Linked DNA regions of Sus scrofa: region 2 is linked to region 1. A link is a contact called in public Hi-C data. All regions are on one chromosome and are shown on one strand. The core of a region is the stretch at or near the end of the contact, and the rest is flanking DNA. Distances in the headings are between cores, read along the strand shown. Region 1 overlaps MVB12B (multivesicular body subunit 12B). Region 2 overlaps MVB12B (multivesicular body subunit 12B).

Evidence for each region. Hi-C and Micro-C count contacts between places; a contact is called where the count stands out from the background.
Region 2: a Hi-C map of embryonic fibroblasts shows a contact between it and region 1, with 2.4 times the contacts expected there. The contact joins two enhancer-like sites. A contact is called at or near these places in 10 of 47 Hi-C or Micro-C datasets (brain, embryonic fibroblasts, epiblast stem cells and 4 more) and 1 of 2 datasets of contacts at active chromatin or transcription factors (skeletal muscle).

What each region holds. Positions count from the first base shown.
Region 1 is chr1:267,003,649-267,010,417 of Sscrofa11.1, forward strand. All of the region lies in intron 6 of MVB12B (multivesicular body subunit 12B), which reads left to right. Among named protein-coding and RNA genes, the nearest start is that of MVB12B, 74 kb to the left of the region's middle. Within about 2 kb of position 3,648, at least 5 of the 83 cell types and tissues checked have an H3K27ac peak or open chromatin away from gene starts, as enhancers often do. A contact at or near this core is called in embryonic fibroblasts, where this site is marked.
Region 2 is chr1:267,078,757-267,085,346 of Sscrofa11.1, forward strand. MVB12B (multivesicular body subunit 12B) reads left to right here. Exons shown (of 10, transcript XM_021068965.1): 8 at 910-965; 9 at 3,559-3,618. Among named protein-coding and RNA genes, the nearest start is that of LMX1B, 130 kb to the right of the region's middle. Within about 2 kb of position 2,160, at least 41 of the 83 cell types and tissues checked have an H3K27ac peak or open chromatin away from gene starts, as enhancers often do. A contact at or near this core is called in embryonic fibroblasts, where this site is marked.

The DNA of each region.
Region 1 (6,769 bases), core at 2,398-4,897:
AGTGGATGGTTCTCTCTCTCTCCCCCTCTCTCTCTCTCTCTCTCTCTCTCTCTCTCTCTCTCTCTCTCTCTCCCTCTCTCTCTCTCTCTCTCTCTTTCTCTCTCACACACACACACCTGTGCCTCATTTGTGGAATCTTGACAGTGTCCACGTGAAGAGGGCATGCCACTTCTGGGGGCTGGGTGCCTCCGTTTTCTCTCTGGGCGCCAGTGCAGCTTCTTCCTCTGCGCATCTCCTCACGCACGCTGGTCCTCAGGATGGGCCTGGCCTTGGGCCTCAGGTGTGATCCCACGCTCCCATGTCTCTTCCGGGCGGGTGTGTATAGGCAAACGTCAGGGTCCCTGGGTCTGGGCTCCTCTGATTCTCCTCTGTGCTGCTGCCTTGGGGCAGGTGCACCTAGAGGAGGCCCCTTCCTGTTTCAGTCAGGGCAGCCCCACTCCTCTGTCATATGCTGGCTCTCACTCTGATTCTGCTGGAAACAGAAGGTTCTGCTGCTGCCGGTACCAAGGTTTGGCAAAGCTCGGCGAGGCAAGTGGACGTGCATTTGCTGGAGCCCCAGTAGCCCTGGAGCGTTGTTGAATGAGGGGCCCTGGTGGACTGCTGCCCCCGGCTTGCTGAACAGTGGAACCGGTGGCTTGATAAAGACATCAGAGGCATGCTTATCAAATTTGCAGATGACACAGAGTCATTAGGGAGAGCTGATGTGCTGAGTGACAGAATCAATACTCCACATCTCCTCTGCAGCAGGGACACCCGACTGCAAGCAGGAGATGAAAGGTGATGGGCGAAAACAGACGGCACCCCCCCCCCCCCCACCACGAGGTTCAAAAATCAATGCACGGGAAGCAGAGTGAGGCAACCTGGCTTAGCAGCAGTTCGTGTGAAGTGATAGGGCCGGGCACGAGCTTGGGTTACATGGATGCAGCCTGGAGTTCACAGTGGGGCACAGCCTGCACCTGTCGCGTGCAGCAGGAGGGTCATGTCCACCGCCATGCACCCCCTGGTAAAAGCTGCCTGAATCAAGCATTGAACTCGAGTGTGAGGAATCACTGAGTTTTGCTCTCAGTAGCGATGCGGCAGCGGGCTTCAGGTGTCTAAATGGCCAGGGTGTGGAAGGGGAGGTAGAAGTGTTTCCAGGTGGGGTGGGGCATTGGGAAAATTAGATCCAGTGGGCTGAAGTTACAAGGAGTTAGGCTTGGGCTTAACATTTAAAAAAAAAAGAAAAAAAAAGTTAATAAAGAGAGCTTCCCAAGAGTAAAAATCCCCTTGGCAGTGAAGATGACCTGAGAGGTCGCGTGCATGCAACTGCTGGCAGGAGTCAGACCTTCAGTGGTTCTTCTTAAGCTTTATGAGAAATGTACCATATTCCCCGTCTCCACCCCCAGAAATCCAGGTTCAGCAGAGCCGCATGATAGGGCCACAGATTCCTTGCCACAGTGACTCCAGGGAGCTCCGGGGGGTCTGTCGCCTGGGCCTGCTCACCACCTTTTCAGTGCTTCCTCCCGCTCTGACTTGGAGCCGTGCAGCTTCTGCTCACCAGCGCCAGTGTGGGGACAGAGCTTGGAGGCCTGCGGGGTGGCTGCCGTGGCGCCCTGCCCGGGATGGAGGGCACCGAGGCCCCTGGGCGGTGCTGCTGCCCCGCATCTCCATCCCAGTGTGGGCACGCAAGGAGCTGAACTGCGCGTATTTTTTGGTCCCTTTCAGAGTCCAGCTGAAATAAGTCATTGGAGCTCTAGAGCGCTGGGATTTGCGGGGCATTTCCCAGCTCTGCGGACATGAGCCAGGGTGGACCCTGTGGCTGCAGGGGCTCGGCTCTGCCCCACCTGCCCCCCCGGGGTGCTGAGGCTTGCACACCGCGGTCCTTGAGAAACTGCCGCCAGAAGTCTGCTCCCCGGACTTCGGGCCGTGGGCTCATCCTGTGACCCTCCACTGACACTGTCCCCGTAACCCCTGGGAGAAAGAGTCCTCTTCCCTCCCAGAGCCTTTCCTGGTGCTGGAGCCCTGCCTACAGCCTCTGCCCTCGAGGCACCGACTCCCAGGAGCCTCTCCCCGGAGTCAGTTGGGGCCGAGCTTCCCTTATAAGGCGTGCGGTGCTGCTCCGAGTTGTTGCAGTAATCTTTCGGTGACGTGTCAGCTCCTAGCAAGTTGTCAGTCACAGGTTCCGAAGTATGTTTCCTAGTGACAGACATAATTGTACTTAACTTTTTGCATGGATGTTATCAATCTGTGACAGATACTCTGGGAAATGGGGCATTTTGATTGCAGATGATCTGTCACATGCATTTAGTCTTCCTCTCAGGGACACCAGGATTCAGTCACAACTTTTGCATGTCGGTGTCAGGTTTTGAGAACATAGATCCTCGCTGACCTCAAAAATCGTTCCGTCACTCCGGTCCCAGGGCTGTCATCTAAAAGGTTAATGGCTCTTCGTACAGGAGAGAAAACACCCTGCCACCACGGTGATCTGGTATTCAGGCCATGCACGCCCAGGCTCGTCCCCACCACGTCCCTCGTCCCAGCCCCCCTGACCCCACCTTCTGCGGATGAAGGATCAACCGTGCTGCTTGATCCACCCGCAGAACAAGCCGGGAGCGGGGACTCACCGGCTGCAGTCCTGTTGTCTGAGCTGACAGCCGCAAATCCTCGGGCTGCCTTGTCAGCACTGGGTTATAAGATGGCCTTGGCACCACAGGTGACACAGGTGATATCTGTCACCTGCCCTGTTGTGGCAGGACCTGAACGGGAGGCCAGGCTTGCCCAGACCGGGGAGGCTGTTTTCCCTTTGCTGCCAAGGTGTCTGTCCCCTGACTACCTGCCTCTGGGGTGGGGGCAGTTACTCCTCTTTCATAGGTTTACTAGGAGAAGGCTCAGCCCAGAGGATTGGAGGGAATTTATTTTAGGGCTGAACGCTCTTGTTTAATAAAGATCTGTCATTTATGAGAAGGGTGATAACGTGTCCTACATCAAGGTAAGATTAGACGGCAAGGCCCAGGGCTGATTCCAGTAACTCTTTTCCTCCCCCCCCCAACAGTAAACAGTTTATGCCATGGGTTTTGAGCTCCACTTCCACAGTAGCAAGAGATGGTTGGGGGCTACATGAGCCAGGGAAAGCTCAGGTCTTGCTGTTCTCGGGGCGGGGGGGTGCTCAGACCCTTGCCCCTCTGTCCAGGCACAACTGTGGGTCTGGCTTTACTTGGAAGAATTAGTCTTCTTTTTGTTCACTCAAAACCCACAGACATTTGTGTTAAGCTCTGAGGACAGGACACACACTTTCATCCTCCTCCTTGGTGTGTCCCTCCTTTGAAGACACAGCTTTGTGGTCCAGCGCAGGGAGCAGGAGCGTGTGCACCGTGCTTTGGAGGGAATCGGCCTCACTGCTCGGGGTGCCCTCCACCCACTCCAACCAGAGGTACCAGCCAGGGTGTCTCTGAAGAATGCTGAGGAGGAACCAGAGCTGCACACGAGATCGGACTTAGGTTAGAGGTTGGGCTTCCTGGGGCCCTGTATCATTTCGTTTCAGTGGCCCACGCTTACACTCTTCGCCTGGAGCGTTAAAGCCCTAGGTTCCCTGGCAGATGCTGTAGGGGTTTTCACACAAGCACGTGTTATTTTTTTTTTCTGTCCAGAGCTTTCACCAGCTTCCTGTAACCTGACCTGCTTCCCACATCCTCTTGTGTGAGTCGGTCTCCTCTTGGCTCCCAGGCACATGGTCCTCATTCCAGATCCATCTCTGGCAGTTGCTGTGTGCCTCCCCTGGTGTGCCAGCCCCTGCCCTCCTGACAGAGGCAGACTGGACTTGAGAATGCTGAGGCTTGGTCCTGCCCGCCCTGCAGACCTGGCCTCCCCCCTCGCCTCTTCTAGAGAGCCCGGCCCTGTCATTTTCCGCCTTCGTCTCCTCTAGTCGCCTGCACCGTGCAGTTTGGCATTTCACGTTTCCCTGTCACTGCCGTGTGTATTTGTATTTGATCTTATGACTAGATTTGCTAGCTTATTGATGACAGGGATTCTCATGTTACCTTTTTCTCCTTTAAAGCCTCCGAAAAGGCTAGTCACAGAAATAACGATGATAATATTGAATCACTGTGTATCAAAATTTAGCACATACTTTCAGCTGTGCCATCTCATTGGCTACAGTCAGTGTTCTGTGAAAAATCTGTGGCTCCCCAGTGGTAGGGACCTTTGAACTCCAGGTGCCTGGCGCATGGCGGCACTCAGAAAATGTTTATTGGAGTGTGATGTGAGCTGGTCTAGACACAAGGGAGCAGGTCTCATACATTCATGCATCTCTCCTTCCCTCTATCCATCCGTCCATCCGTCCAACCCACCAAGGCTTATATTGCATTCGCTGGCTGTCAGGCGCTGTGCATGTGCTCTACAAATAAGAACTCGTTTAATCCCAGTAACAGCTCTGTGAGTTCAGTACTGTTTTTCCCTCCTTTCTAAGATGAGGAGGCTGAGATCAGGAGGGTTAGATTCCTTTCCCAAGGTTACACAGCTCCTCGGTATCAGAATTTGGCTTGCAGACCGTCCCTGAGCAGGGCATAGACGCACTGGGGAGCAGGGCAGGTGCCTCGAAGGGCCAGCAGGGGGTGGGAGGGGAGTCCGGGGTCCCGGCTGTCTTCCCACACAGCTTCTCCAGGCCCCCTCCCAGAGCCTGCAGCTTTGGGGGCGGCGGGGGGGGGGGGAGCGGCGCCTTGCGTTCACACCCTCTCGGGGAGACTTGTGAACGCTGGCTGGGGGCCAGTCCACTTGAGCTGTGGTTGATGCCTGAGGAGAACATGTGGGGGCCATACCTCAGAGGGTCCCCTCAAACGGCTTCAAAGCCCGTGATTAAGCAGGCTTACAAGCGGTTTGATTTATTCTGGTGATTATGAGAGGAGTGTGAAAGAGACCTGCAGAGCTGGGTCATTTGAATATCTTAAAAATGCCTGTGTCACAAAGTGGCCACTGCCTTTGCAAGAGCATCCAACGTCGTTTTGGTGTCAGCGTGATTTTGAAGGTGAAATTTCATTAGAATGTAGTTTGGTATTGTTAGCTATGAATGATGAGTTTAGGCTGCCTGCTACACTTTTAGATATTAATTTTTAATACGGCTTCTTGGGAAGTCGGAGCTTCTCTTGAATGAAGAATTGACTAGTAGTCAATAGAGCTTCCACCTCTGAGCGGGCCTTCTCTGCTCTCACTCTCACACATCAGACTTTCGACAAAGTATTTGCTGCTTGTAAATGTGTTATCTTTGTAATTTCTGTGGCTTTGTGTCTTATTTCTCTTGGTGGTTATGTGTGCTTCTTGTTGTCCCAGAAAGCAGGGTTGTAAATGTGATGAGACCCCCTCCCGGGCCCAGTGTGCACGTATGCGAGGCCTCTTTGCACAGTGGGTGTGAGCTCCGGGGTTTGGAGAGAGGCCTTTTTCAGGATTATGAAAATAGTTTTCCATGTGTCAGAACAGATTTATCAGTTCACTTTAGGGTCGGTTCTGTGAACCAGACCATTTAGAGAAGGATATTTTACCTTTTATCAGAGTGGAAGCTGACAGTCTATTTGCAGGTAGCTCTACGGAATATTTCACCTGGGTCTCTCAGTGTAAATCTAGCCGCCAAACAAAGTAAAAATGAGTGTTAAGCGAAATTTCCTAGGATTTTACTGCCCCCGCTCCCACCCCCACCCGCACCCCCGCTGCTGTTCTATTTCAAGGCAGGGTTTCAATTATTAATTTGGATGTTTAATAAAATCCTTTGCTTGCTGTAACTGATTTTCAAAGGCCTTTAGGATTTATGTGGGTGGGGCTTTTGCCCGTGGGTAGGGTAGCATTCAACTTAAACCCCTTCTTGAGCAGCAAGCAGATGTTTGGTTTCCAGTTGAATAATAATATTAATAATTATCAGAATGAGTACAATTATCACTATCATCGTTATGATTTCATAGTTAGAGTTTTTCGAGCATTTTGTGCCAGGCCTTGTGTAAATACTTCATAGGTATTGTTTTCATCTTTACAGCCATATAGTGAGATGAGTAATCGTGTCGTCATTTTAAGAAATGAGAAACCGGAAATTTAGAAAGACGGTGATTTGCCTGAGAGCAGAGTGAGGGCATTTAGAGGGGCCGGGATTGGAGCTCAGGTCCCCCCTCCATCCCGGTCTCCCTGCCTTCAGGGAACCTCGGGTCGTCCTGAATTTTAGGACCCTCCACCTTTGTGTCCCCTGAGCCGGGGGCACGGCCACACCCAGGACCAAATACAGCCTTAAACTCTCCCAGACGAGCCCACAGGCCACCTCCTAATTCGTCCTCACTTTGTTTTGCTCAACAAATTGTTTTCCACAGCTTTTGAGAGTGATCAGGCAAGAAGGGGAAAAACCTTCACTTCTTTGTTAGGGTTGTTTCTGTGCCCGCCACTGGCTCGGCCTGCCCTCCTCTCCTGCAGGGGGCCTCTCATGAATCTGAGTTTGGCAGGCCTGCTGCCCTTGCATTTTGGAGAAGCGGGTGTTTTAGTAGGCTGGAAGAAGATGAAAAGCTAGCGGTGCCCATGTGTTCCTTGTTTTTAAAAGTAGGGTCAGTGAGGTTTAGAGACTCTTTAAATATTTCAGTTTATAAGATGGGACTAGATCCTCTGGAGTGGAAGTGTGGTGCCCTCAGTCCCAGGCCGGGCTTTTCTCTTCATTCCTTTTATAACAGAGGAGGTGTTTTGGCAGTGCACGGTTCAAGTGTAATAAAACTTAAATGTAGGGAATAAATACCATGATTTGGAGTGTTGCTGCAGCTATGAAAGTCAG
Region 2 (6,590 bases), core at 910-3,409, 74 kb after region 1:
TCTCATCAGAGCTGTAGCTGCCGGCCTACGTCACAGCCACAGCTACATGGGATCCGAGCCGCGTCTGTGACCTACACCACAGCTCACGGCAGCACCGGATCCTTAACCCACTGAGTGAGGCCAGGGATCGAACCCGCAACCTCATGGTTCCTAGTTGGATTCGTTAACCGCTATGCCACAACGGGAATCCCCAGGCCGCGATTTGACAGCAATGACCCGGGACTGGTGGGTGTGCAGGGCTGCAGAAGAACCTGAACCACTGACCCCTTCTCCCTGTTTTTCTGTGCTAGGGACCCATCTCCCCCACCTACTCTGTGCCCTGTTAAAACCAGCAGATAGGTGAGCCTTCATTCAGCCTGTGACACTGGGCCCAAGACCAGGAGCCAGCGCTGGGGGCCGTGCAGCCCTGCCTGCTGAGCACCTGGGCCCCCTCTGGGCACCACGCATGCGGCTCACACCTACTCCACATGTAAGCCCGGGCACCCAAAGCCGTGGCCGGGGTCCTAACCCAGTCTGTCTGACTCCAGAACCACTCTTGCCTCCAATCTGGACCTTCCCCATGGGCCCAACAGCCGGGTTGTGATTCCAGCCTCAACAGAGAGACTGTCTTGCCAACACCTCACTGCTCACCTCCTACCTGGATGCCCTTGACCCCCTCAGCCCTCGTGCATCCCTGTCCTGCTGCTGGACCCTACCTGCTCTGACAGCTCTTGTCTCTGCCTCTGCGTGGTGTCTGCCTCCCTCACCGGGTGTGTGGCGGGGAGCAGGGCTGGTACCGGGCACGCATCAGCCGAGGCCCCGCTCACCCGGGGGCCGTGACCAGTGCGTACGTCTGTGTCAGTATCTCACATTCCTGAACGTCAGCCGTGTCTATAATGCCATTTCCTCTCTTTTTTTCTCCTTTTGCAGCAATGGATGGTGTGCCTTTTATGATTTCAGAGAAGTTTTCCTGTGTTCCAGAAAGTGTAAGTTTCATACATGCCCCCCGCCTTCTGCCACCCCAGCTGGGCGCTCTGCTCAGCGTGCAGCACTGTGCGGGCAGCCCCCTCTCCCTGCCCCTCCCCCTGCTCGAATCACGGCTGCCCTCGTGTTCGACTCCCCACCCCAGCCTGAGCTGGGAGTGGGCCATGTTGCTTCCTGGGCCCCTTCAGCTAACGTTGCACATAGTAGGTGCTTGAGAGGTGAAAGGAAAGAAGGGATGAGGGTGGGGAAGGAGTGAGACGGACCAGCACACACACTGGCCGCAGCCGCAGCGCAGCCTGTTCATCTCACGTGTTGTAAATGGCACTGAAATTCACTGGCTGTAAGGGTTCTTGTTTCCAAGTTGTCTTACTAATTTCTGTTATTTTTTTATTTAACAATGACAGTGCCCAGCAGAAAGAAAGCTATGCCCCTTTCCCGTTGTCAGTGCTGCATTCCATAGTAACCACGTCCTCTGCTCGAAACCGCAGGCGTTCCTTGGTGGGGCTGGGCCTGCTAGTGCAGGTTGCCCAGCAGCTGTGGGTCTCCCACCCACTGCAGGCCAGCCCCGACCCCAGGGTGCACGTGAGCAAACCGAGGCCAGGTGGGAGCCCCGAGCCATCTCTGGTGACAGTGACCATGTGAGCTAGCTGGACCTAAAGGCCGGAACCCAGATCTTGAGCGGATTGCAACCACCACACACAGCTGTGGGGCGCCCCGTCTGGCACTCTTGTGCCCGCCCCAGGATGGCAGGGGCCCTCCCTCAGCTGTGCAGGCCTGGTCCACGCCGGCTCAGTAGACTTGTATCTGGGGGTTTTTAAACCCTTTCTGCAGAAGTTTGCTTTGAGTAGCTAATAAACATGAAGGCCCTCGTTTGGGCACCAGCTAAAGAATCCTTCAGTGTTTTTCTTGGATCCAGCTTAAAACCACCCAGCTCGCGATTTGACCTGCGCTGGAGTTTCCATTTTCATGAAATATAATAGGCCTCCTCTGAACCCTTCTGGTAAGCAGCTTAATCTTGAAAAACGCTCCTGACGTGACACGCGGAGCATGAGTAACTTCAGTCGACTCCACTTGGCCGCGTTGCCATGGAGACGCTGGCACCTCTCCCACCCGCTCCCTCGGAGAGGCTGTTCTGTCCTGCGCACCGGCTCCAATCGGGAAAGTTTAGTGGGGCAGTTAGAGCCTAATGATACAACAGCTGGACCTCTGCTGGATCCGGGCAGCCGGGCAGGCGGCCCTGTGCTCACGCTACTCGGGCTGGCAGCAGGAGAAAGCCAAACTGTTTTGTGGCTCCTGGCAGAGCAGCCCCAGGGGCTGAGCGCCTAATTCGGTGGCCCCATCCCAAGATTGCCCTCACGAACCAACGAACGCGGCTGCCTGGCTCTGCCGACTCAGCAAGCACTCAAGGCAGGCGGACGCGGGCCAGGCCCAGTGCCGAGCGCTCCCCTGCACGTCCCTCTTTAATCTCTCGGCAGCCCGGCCAGGAGGGCCCGCCTGCCCGAGCTGCTTTGTAACTGGAGAAGAAGTGATTGACCTGCTGCTGCATGGGGAGGAGGCCCTGAGCCCACTTAGCATCCGGGTCCTTGGGCCTCTTTTCTACCCCCCCCACCCCCACCGCCCGGCCCGGCTCAGGCTCCAGCTCTGCCCCCGCCTCTGCACTGCGGTTCAGAACTTGACGGCCCCAGGTTTTGTCAGAGACTCAGATTTCTCCTGCCGTCCCCTGCTGCCAGCTGCTGGCCTGGGCTGCAGGAGGCCGGGCTGGATGCCCTCTTGGGAATACAGACAGCTAATGAGATGGTCCCAGAGGGGACTCAGACGGAGACCTCAGAGACAGGGTTGCCTCTGCACCTCATCGTGCATTTCAGCCTAGGCTTTTCTGGGCCTCCAGCTGATTCTTGTTGCTGAGTGTATTTGATTTTTCGTGTCTGTTGAAAAGCCAGAATTTTCAAAGAAATAGAAAAAGTTATAGAAACCGCTTGGGCTGGGCAGCTTGCTCACCTGCCCAAAGTTATAGAAATACCCATTACAATGCAATGTTGTCATTTTCCACCACCAGTGACTTCTCAAATGATAATTGATGGGCAGTTATTTCATTCACTTGGCATTTTCAAAGACCTGGAATTCCCTCCAGCTCCTTCCCTGATGCCAAGGAGTCCCAGGCAAGAGGCTGGCTGCCGGCCTCCTGGAGTTTCTGAGCCCTGACCCAGCACGTAGATGTGGCATCAGGGGTGTGGTGAAGCCTTGGCTATCTCTGTCCCCAGGGCTGCAGGAAGAGCAGAGAGTCAGAAGTTATTGGTGACAAGGTCTTTCAGGAGAGCCGTGACCCTCCTGGGTGCTATAGGCTAGTGCCCAAGCAGGGGTCCCCGCCAAAAGGGACCCCCGGTGACAGCTAGGTTTTCTGAGTCTGCTGCTGTTACTGGTCCATTTACCCTCACTCAACACTGCGGAGTCATACTGATGGTTTCCTTGGGAAAGGGGTGGAGAAAACGCTACATCACATAAAGTTTTTGAAGTGTCACAAGTATTGTAAATAAAAGCAAATGTGGGGCAGCATTTTCCACCCGTTTAAAAGGACGACTTGATTTGTATTTTCAGATGCAGCCCTTTGATCTCTTGGGAATCACCATCAAATCTCTGGCAGAAATTGAAAAAGAGGTGAGCAAGCTGCCCAGGGTGGGGGCAGGCGGGGTCTGGCCAGTGCACGCTCAGCCCTGTTGGGGGTCTGTTCCAGGAACAGGAGGGTCCTGGGTGTGGGGTGATCCTCGGAGAAAGGCACTTTCATTGCCCTCAAATTTATTTCTTAGAAAAGAAACTCACTTTTAATGTGTTTATGACTTCAAGTAATAAGTCAGAAGGTTTTACATGACAGAACAATCCGTTCTGCTTCTTTTTTTAAGAAAATATCTCATCTTCGGGAAGGTAGGGGGCAGAGGTGGGCACAGACTTGGCTTTTCCTCCTTCTGTTTTATTATTTGCCACCAGGCGGGTTTGGGAAAATGTCCGAGCTGCTTCATGACTTAGAGACAGGATCAGGACACATTCTGCTGCGCTTGATAAGGCAAACCCCACTGGCAGCCTGGCTCGAAAGAGTTTGGATGTTTTCCTAATAAAAAAGAAAGAAATCCAAGATTGAAGTGCATGTGACAACTCGGAAGAAAGAGAGTTGAAATAATGGAATCAAACTGGAGGTCAGATCGGCAGTGTTTTCCCCGCTTTCATAAGACAGCGTTAGCGTGTGTGTCGTCTTTTATGTATAGACGGTTGTTAAGCCGTCACATGCTTGCAGCCAGCTCTCCTCTGAGAGGCACATTTGTCTCAAAGATGGAAATGGTAGAACCATTTCAATATTCTCAGTTCCTCTGGGTTTTCTCCTGTATACCCAGCCAGCAGAAGCCGGTTGCATTATTGAAAGATGGCTGAAATCAAGCAAAATTGAATCAATGTAGTACAACAAATTTCTAGACCTGTCATAGCAAAAACAAGACAAAAAAGTCCCCCTTTGTCTTTGACTTTTCAGTAAATCATGAAAACCAACCTGACTGTCATCTGTAGATTTGGGGGAGTGAGTAAACTGAGGGGGAAAAGTCTGGGCACCACCTCAGACATGTGCATGTGCACGGAGTTCGCATCAGCCCTGCTCAGAAGGAAGGTGGCCGGGACGGCTCGTGGCCGCCCTGCTCCCGGACCGCCTTCGCGTGGGGCTCCCGGGTGGGGAGGCACCAGCGAGTGTGCAGGGAAGGCCTTGGCAGGGCCTGCTCCGGCTGCGGGCAGTGAAGCGGGGGCACGACCTGTGACCTTTCAGGATGAACATGGTCACGTGGACTTGAGGGGTGGGTCACCCCCCTCCCCCGCTTAAAGCTGGGGTTACAGTGGAACCTATCCTGTGACTACGAAATGGACAGATGAGCACAGAGCCGCAGACGGCAAGCACCCATGGCTGTGGCGGTGGTGTGAGTGCCAGAGACAGGGCAGCCGTGAGAGAGTCACCCCTTCTCACCTCCCACCCTCCCAGGCTGAAACCGTCCATAGCCCCGTTTATTAAGCACCTGCTACGCGCTCGGCTCTGGGCCTGGGCTTGACATCAGCTTCATCATCGCTGATTCTCACCCCACGCTGACCAGGGGGCATCGTTCCTCCCCATTTGGTGGGGCAGGGATTGAGGCTGAGACGTGAAGAAATTTGCCCAAGATCGCTACCCGGCGTGTTGTACCCCACATGCCCTCCGGTAGCTCCCTGCCCCCAGGCGCTGGTCTGAGCACCAGTACCGGGAGGCCCCTCACCTGAGTTCTGACCCCCACTGGGCCTTCATGACATAGGAGAGAGCCCCTGTGTAGAGCCACCTTCAATTCTCTTAATTCTCTTCCCCACTGAAGGGCTGAAAATGTGTCTGGTTGAAATACGTCGCCTTGGTGTCAGGCGCTCTGCGCAGAGCCTCAGCTCTTCCTCTTAACCTCTCTGTGCCTCAGTGTCCTCTCTGTAAAGTCAAAGCAGTCGTTAAAACATCCTGTAGCATTGATGGTTGGACTGAGACAGTCACGGGAACGGCTTAGAACAGCACCTGCCAGGCAGGGCTACTGCTGGCCCGTTATCACGGCTGCTGTCATGGCCATGGTCATGGTTCCCACTGTTCTGGTCCACGGGAAGCAGAGCCAGTGTCAGCCTGTCCCACTGCAGCCTGAGCGCTGCCCTCTCGCGGGTGGTGACCAAGCCTGGCTGGCTTCTGTGTTTTCAGTGATGGGTTAAAAACACATGTCTGGGAGTTCCCGTCTTGGTGCAGTGGTTAACGAATCCAACTAGGAACCATGAGGTTGTGGGTTCGGTCCCTGGCCTTGCTCAGTGGGTTAAGGATCCAGCATTGCTGTGAGCTGTGGTGTAGGACAGTGGTTACAGCTCCTATTCGACCCCTAGCCTGGGAACCTCCACATGCCACAGGAGCGGCCCTAGAAAAGGCAAAAAGCCAAAAAAACAACACACATCTGTGTTCTCTGTTGAAAGAAATTAGGGAAACCAGGGCGAGGGTTGGGGGGGGGGGTGTTAGAAACGAGGAGACAGTTGCAACCATCACAAGTATCCCCGCCGTGGGCGATGCCGTGGAGTGTTTTGCTTCCGCTGAGGATTTGGAAGTCGCCTTACCGCAACCACCCGCGTGCGTGCAGCGCTGATTAGGACGTTGACATCCACACACTTGGGTGAACGGGCTCCTTCTTGGGCAGCAACGTCAGGGAATTTTCTTCAGCGCTAAACCGGAACCTGTTCCTTTTAGCCACTGAACTGGAGGCTGAGGAGAAGCTGTGCCCGCGCCCCCGGCCCCACACTCGGGCTCCGCTGGCTTGGCCCTGAGCAGCTCGAGGTCCCCTTGGTCGGGATGGTTGTGCCCCTGCCCATTCCCAGCCAGTCTGGCTCCCTTGGGGGGGGGGGCATGTGCTTGGGGAGCGGCCTGGAGGCAGGGGGCGCCCGGCTGGGGGATCGGTTTCACTCATGTTTACACAGTCAAGCCAGGCTCCCTCCCCCAGGAAGGCAGGAGCCCGCATTTGGGTTCAGGGCTGACCGTGACCAGCACTGGCCCCCTTGCCCAGGCAGTGGGGAGAGCCCAGCGTCTGTCGGTGCTGCTTGGTGCTGGGCAGGCA